Linked DNA regions of Zea mays: region 2 is linked to region 1. Evidence: chromatin contacts called from public Hi-C data. All regions are on one chromosome and are shown on one strand. Each heading gives the region's core, a stretch centred on a gene start, on an enhancer-like site or on the middle of the called end of the contact. The rest is flanking DNA. Distances are from core to core; before and after follow the strand shown. Region 1 holds the start of LOC100192014 (protein HOTHEAD). Region 2 holds the start of LOC100382146 (P-loop containing nucleoside triphosphate hydrolase superfamily protein).

The links. A called contact is a pair of places that touch in the nucleus more often than the background predicts.
Region 2: a Hi-C map of ear shows a contact between it and region 1, with 3 times the contacts expected there. The contact joins the promoter of LOC100382146 here to the promoter of LOC100192014 in region 1. A contact is called at or near these places in 2 of 25 Hi-C or Micro-C datasets (ear and leaf).

The regions. Positions count from the first base shown.
Region 1 is chr7:103,137,271-103,140,709 of Zm-B73-REFERENCE-NAM-5.0, reverse strand. It overlaps LOC100192014 (protein HOTHEAD), which reads left to right and starts at 2,094. Exons shown (of 6, transcript NM_001137438.1): 1 at 2,094-2,296; 2 at 2,753-3,110. The coding sequence starts at 2,209.
Region 2 is chr7:103,882,920-103,886,712 of Zm-B73-REFERENCE-NAM-5.0, reverse strand. LOC100382146 (P-loop containing nucleoside triphosphate hydrolase superfamily protein) reads right to left here and starts at 1,439. Exons shown (of 3, transcript NM_001174906.1): 1 at 138-1,439. The coding sequence starts at 1,373.

The DNA.
Region 1 (3,439 bases), core at 845-3,344:
AAAAGACGCCTGCGCTGCACCGTACGTTTTGGTCGCGAATAGCTGTAAAACACTCGAGGTTTCACGCTCGTCCGTTAATACCTCGCCAGGTTTCACGGATGATGCAGGAAACAGATAGAACACAAGCATAGCTGGCTGTAAAAGGGCAACGAAAAGAGAGAGAGCAGCCCAGCACGGTTAAGGCAGCTGTAAACACTCACCCGTTTCTTGCCCGTCAGTTATTGGTAGCTGCAAAACGGACGGCAGTAGTACACGGGTCGTTGGTTGCGCTTCAGTTCGGAGCTCACGCGCGCGCTCGTAGTCGTAGACATGATGCTTTCCTGGAGTAAGTACACTACTGGAAGGTGATGGTGGCGCTGCTGATGCTTAGCAGTTGAGTGGACAGGGAGAGCTCAACCCCAGTGTGCCCGACGAATCTGAATGAACGAATGAGTACACAGGCGATGATGATGATGATGATGCCCACTTGGCTCCCTAAACCAAATGAAAGCATGTAACATTCAATGCCACTTAATTGTCGTCTTCGCCACTGTCTATCAATGCAATTAGTTGTATTTAATGACAGGTTGCATTCCATGTTCGAACAACAGTACGCGCGTACCATTTCGAAGCCCAAGACATGTTAGGGATTGCCAAAAATAATACTCTACTACCAGATTAAACATTGTAGACTTTGACATTCCGTTAGTGTCAAAATGTGCACATGTTTAGAGTTAGAAAGAAAGACGGCGCCGTTAGATCCATATTCAGATGTCTTTTTTTGTTAGATATTGGTTTTATAGTGTTATAGAGTAGAAAGATAAAACTGAGAAAAAAAACATGACTACGAGTAAAAATGAGGACACAGCAAAACTGAGCATCAGCTTAAAAAACCTTTTTTTTTAACTCAAGAACACTCCGCGGAAACGTTTTGCTAAGCTTTTTTTTTAATAAGTGTTTTCACTCCGCTACGAGCAGAGTACATCATCCATTGAATAGCAAAGGCACTCTAACCCCCCGATAATTCTCTCCGTCTTCAACGTATCCCACCAGACTTCCTCCGCTGCATGTAACGGCTACAAGCGTCCTCTTTCGCGCAAGATGAGTAGATATGAAAAATAATATTTTATGGAGGTAGTTAAAACAAGGTTTTTATGTTGATGTTAAAACGCATGCATCCATAAATGGTTTTTTTCCCGAAAACAAGGACTCCTACAACTTGTTCGATGTGGCTTTAATCCAGCTATAGTTAGTTTCTATAGTATTTTGTCTTTACGGAATGCAGTTGCAGCAGTCCGAATATCTTACTATGATACATCCTACCGACTATAACCTAATAAAATACACCATACGAAGTTGTTTCCACTCTACCAACAGCTTCTAGAAGTCCTATAGCTTGCATGGAACTGAAATATATACATATCACTATATCAGATGACGAAGCACACGACGACCTGTGTAAGCAAACTTCCAGGGGATTTTTCCCGCGCACCTTTCTTCCCTCCTGAGAATGGTGCTCTCTTCTCTGATGTCAGGGACACGTTTTCTACACCCGGTGCTGAATGAAAACAGCACCACACGTTTCCTGCTACATACTAGTACTACTGGCATTCATGCTCTCTCTTCTCATGGGATGGCACTGGCAGTGCCATCAGACAAACAGAGCAAGCCAGGTAAAAATAAAAAACATAAAAAAATACAATATTAACCCGTTGGCCCAACCAATTGGCGAAGCCACAGGTACGGAAACCAATAAAGAAATGTCAGACTCGCAGAGAGGGAGAGAGAGAGAGATGCCTGTCATTCTTGTAAATGAGGGAGGAGGGGGCGCCACCATCGCCGCAGCTTTGTGAGGGCTGGTTGGTTGGTTGATGAAGAAGTCCATAAATCCCGGTTGTACCAGGGCAGTGCTTGCTCTGCTCCCTCAGCGAGCATTCAATGGCCCTTACTGCAGCTGGTGAGCTCCACTTCAATGCCGGCTCGGGCTCAGCCAGCACTCTCATCTGATGTGGCCTGCAAGCTTGCAATCCCTCCAACGACACACGCCGGCCGGCCGGCTACATATAAACCAGCTCCAATACAACGCCACTAGCCGGGTCGAGAGGTGGGGAGCAGAGGGTTCAAGGGAGGGGACAGGTCGAGCAGCTCACCTTTCTCTGCTCGAGAACGAGAGGAGCTCCCGTCTTTTGCTTGCTGTGCCGGGCGCTGCTGAAGGTTCAGCTCAGTCCGATGGCGTTGAGCGGCAGAGCTCTGCTCTTGTTCAAGCTGCTGCTGCTGCTGCTGGCGTGCCTGCTCTTCCTCTTGGAGCTGTCCCGAGGTACTCATGCTGATGGAAGATTCTTCTCTTGGTTTCCCAGCAGCTTCTGCTTTCTTGCTTCCTTCGTCTTCTGGCATTGCGCTTGATGTTCTTTTTTTTCCTCCATCGTTGCCTGTTTGTTGGCTTCTGCCACTACCGCTTCAGAATGCTGAAGTGGCACACCACCGCCTGTTTGTTGGTTAGCAAGAAGAGAAAATAGCAACAGATAATAAGAATAAGAAAGAAAGATACGCACCTGCCTGATATGCCATCCCCAGGTCCAGGGTGGCACGATGTCAAGAGCGCACGCAAGCTCAATTAGATCAGAAGCAAGCTTTGCTCACTCAAGAAAAAAACCCGATAGGATGAAACTGTTCATTACGTAGCTCACACTCACAGCAGGAAGAAAAAAAAAATCGAAGAATCACGCAGGCATAACATAACGGTAACAGTGCAACTGCTCGTCCTCTGTCGCAGGCAAGGAAGAAGCATTCAGCCTGAGGAACCTCCCGCCCTTCCACAAGGCCAGCAGCTACCCCGCGGGGTGCCCGACGACGTACGACTACATCATCGTCGGCGGCGGCACCGCGGGGTGCCCGCTGGCGGCGACGCTGTCGCACAGGTACAGGGTGCTGCTGCTGGAGCGCGGAGGCTCCCCGTACGGCGACCGCAACGTCTCCTACATGCAGAACTTCCACATCGGGCTCATGAACATGGCGCCGGACTCGCCGTCGCAGGCCTTCATCTCCACCGACGGCGTCATCAATGCCCGGGCGAGGGTGTTGGGCGGTGGGACCTGCATCAATGCCGGCTTCTACAGCCGGGCCAGCCCAAGGTATGCGATGCATTGGATGCATGATGTGTTCTGCACTATACTGCTGGGTGTGGGTGTGACAGCTCCCCCGAGCTGAGCTCTGCTGTGCATGACAAAACAGGGAGATTTTTACCCCAAAAAAATGAACCCACTCTTATCTTATTTATTTATTTATTACTATCATTGCCCACAATGGGCAGCATTAGATTCACACAGGAAGAACACAGGTTGGAACCAAAATCATACAGCTAGCAGCAATCTGACCAGACCAGTCACTTTCATGACTGTAGCACGAGTTCTAGGGTAAGCAGAGAGCAGTGGTAGCGACAGGGTGAAATAATAAATGGTCA
Region 2 (3,793 bases), core at 190-2,689, 750 kb before region 1:
TTTACAGATTAAACCCAGTTGCAGCCAGATGCTGTAATTTTCACAAGGAACTTGAGAAGATGGGAAGCAGCCAGACCATTGGACATATTGACACATATCATTAGAGAATATATCAAGACCAGGAAAATAGATGCGACCTTTATTCTGTAAGTTCTGGGACTCATCTCCTTCCTCACTTGAACCAACTTCATCTCCTCGCTCGTCAGTCTAGATGTCAACTGATGCCCATGGAGAAGACCAGGAGTGTCAAACAGCTTTGCTTGAGCGCCAAGAACGCCGTCAAGCTTAATCACGTCAAGGGTCGTTCCCGGAACTGGAGCCTCCGTCAAGGTCGGTCGCCCGACTATGCCACAGCATCTGGCAATCGCATTGAGGAGCGTTGACTTGCCAACATTCCGCGCACCCACGGCCCAGACATTGCCGCGCGTCCCCGCGAGCTCGCGCACATGTTCGAGCAGGTCGCGGACGCCCCATCCGCGCGTGGCGCTAACCAAGTGCACCCCAGCGAGCCGAAGGTCGGCACCCGCACCGGCGCGAGCGCGAGAGTGCGCCCACGCATGCACATCGTCGGGGGACAGCGATGGCGTGGGGAGCAGGTCGAGCTTGGTGACCACGAGCAACGCGCGTGGGAGGTTGGCCGGGGCCCCGTGCTTCCAGTCCGCGCGATGGGCCTCGCCGGCTGCGGCAACCAATCGCGCGACGGCGCGCGGGAACGACCCATCGAAGTCAGAGGCGTCCGCCAGGAGCAGCACGAGCGACCTGGCCCCGGAAGGCGACGCGAGGCGCGGGCCGACGGCGGCAACGAAGTCGAAGTCCGGGAGGAGGCGCTCGGCGTCCGGGTGCTTGACGCGGCCGTAGTGGCGCAGTGAGTGGCATCGCGCGCACACCAAAACCTTGCCTTCTCCCTTGGCCTCCGCCATCTCAGCCGCCGCCGCGGCCGGCTTGTCGCCACCCGACGGCTGTATATCCTCCCGGAGGTGACCAGACTTGAGGGAGGCGGAGATTCGGGTGTCGTCGGCGGTGACAGGCGCGAGGCGCGCGCGGTAGTTGGGGGATTTTGCGGAGGGGAGCAAGAAGAACCCCGGGAGCTCGGGGTCCGAGGATTGCATGGCGATCCCGCATCCTGGGCAAACTTCATTGACGTGGACAGCCGGAAGGTCAGAAGATACCACCGCTGGAGGCGGTGATGTTGGCGGTGGCGTTGCCGGTGGTGAGGAGCAGAGGTGGCGGCGGAAGAGAATCGAGAAGGGTTTAGAGGTTTTGGCGGAAGCGCTGTGTTGAGGAGGGAGCGGAGGATGACGGGAGGGTGCAGGCGTGTTTGGGAGGAGGAATCGGCGAACGGCGGGGTGGAGGCGCCGCGCGCGGGATAGCATCTTGCTGTGCCGCCGCCGCTTCGTGATCGGCGGGCGGTGGGTTTCAGGTGTTCGATACGAGAGGACAGGAACCTCCAAGGTGTTCGACGTAAGTTCGAAAAGGAGCCAACATTTTGGGCTTTTGCCTTGTGATGAAGTTAACGTGGGCCGTTTACACTGGGCTTTCATTCAGTACTGCTATCATAATCGCGAATCCTTAGATCCGCGCTCGGCGGTCCTCTGACAATTTCTAGTTTTACGTGGCTCCGATATTTGTTTCGTATTGGGCTGCTTGTAAACTACCGGTCATTTGAAGATGCTTCTGCACAGACCTAATGCAGACTATGAACATGAACCCTCCCGACAGCAATAAGATACGAGAAGTCGTAGAAGTCCGCTCCCTTCTTCAGCAATCCAACACACAGAAGAACACGAGACTCATAGATGAAAACTATTTCTGTCTATTTTTATTACGAGGGTATGGATACATCTATACTACTATATTAAGGTTGCAAAGAGTAACCTATCTTCTCTGGTTCTGCCTCCCATAAATCCATATTGTGCGTCCATATACATCAAATCCACACCGTCCGTCTATCCCTGATCCGCCAACATTCCCTGTCCTCTCCCCTCCCCCCTCCTCATCCTCGTTGTTTCCTAGACCTAGCACCGCCGCCGCCATCCATGCATCCGCACTCGCTTCCTATACGAGCATTCCAAAACATCGCTGCCCACCTTCACGCGATGCCCGTGTCCCGCCTCCGATGCCCGCCCGCCTCTCTCGCCTTCGCTTCCACCATCGCCTCGCTCGTCTTCGTCTCTGCCCAAACAACATTGACACATCTGCCCCACGCGCGATGCACACGCCCCGCCTCCGATGCCCACCTCCACAACCGACGCCCGGACGACGAGGACGCGGCGGCACAGGACGACGAGTTGGTTGGCGACTTAGCAGGTTTGCCTGAACGCAGAGACCCTCTACTCTTCATCGTTCCTCCGCTCTTCGTCCACATGCTCTGGTCCAATTATGCCCATGTCTGCGGACCCAGATCTGGCGCCCGCGCCCATGGCGACGCGCATGTGAATGCTCCTCAAAGTTGTCATCGTCGACGATAGCATGTGCGGCCAGCTCCCTGTCCCTTTCAAGACCCCCAGTCTCTCTATCTCTTGTTTTGTTTTGTCTATTCGTTCATTTGCTTGCTTGGTCGCGTCGGCTCCTCACTTACCCCTTTTGTGTCTCCTTGTTCGTAGGGTCGGCAAGACCTCACTGATGAACCAATAAGTCCACACCTCTCCGATCCCTCGAATAAAATCGCAATCCCAAGGTCCTCACTGTGAGGTCCTTCCTGTTCTTCCATACCTGCTTGACACCATCAAGCTCCTTCCAGAATGACTCATAGCGACCTAGTAGGCTGAACCAACACATGGTAGCCTGAACAAACACAGCAAAGGTTAGAAACCATGAAAAGTAAACTCCTGAATGGCACAAGTTACATATTGCGTACAATTGCAGTTCCTAATGCTTTTATTAAGTTTCGACATGCCATTGTATTTAGACAAACAATTATGCATTAATTAGAGCTCCTTGAAATTTAAAATTTTGTCAAGTCATTTCTATTTGTTAATGGCCAACTTTAGAATTCCTCCAAGCTTTTACCTTTGTTCTTAACTGTAAGTTGATTTGGCTTGTTTAGGCATATAGCTTTTGCTATGCATCTATATTACACTATCTCTAGATATAGTAAACCTATGGATCTAGAAAAGCTAATTCCACTTATAATTTGGATCGGAGAGGGTATTAATTAGCACCGGAACTCAGAGGAAATATTTTTGCCTTAAGTTAATAAACACTCCATCCTTGCTACCTAGAAGTATCACTTTGACTTGGGACATTTGAAGCAAACTACATGCCTCCAAACACTACGCTTGTCATGTACTAAAATGGTTTTTAGCATTGTTTAGTGCCATGCTCAGCTAACTAGATAATACAAAGGAAATACAAGATCATGACAGGGTCAAGTGCCCATCATTCATCCTATCACAATTTGCAAGCTACATGTCAGAAAAGGAGAACAGCTAGGCCTGGTTGCATATCATAGCTGGATCCATATAAATTGTTTTGTTTGTATTCTGTCATATCTTGTATAATTGGCAATGTTCTGGATATGAAAATATGGGGCTAAGCATATGAATACTCTACATTCGTTTATTTTTTTTTGTCATTCAGACCTTTCTTATAGCTTCCAAATTGTTTTTATGTTAACCGCTTCACTTGGTAGTTTGGTATTAATTTGTTATGCTAAAGAGGAAAACTGGTGAATGGGGTGCTCAACCAGTCACCCTACATATATCAATGCTTCTTGCTAGAGGATTTTGCTCTATTTGATGCACTTGTTAAACATGTGCAGTGCAAGCACTAAATGCAAGCTCTCCAGAGCTGC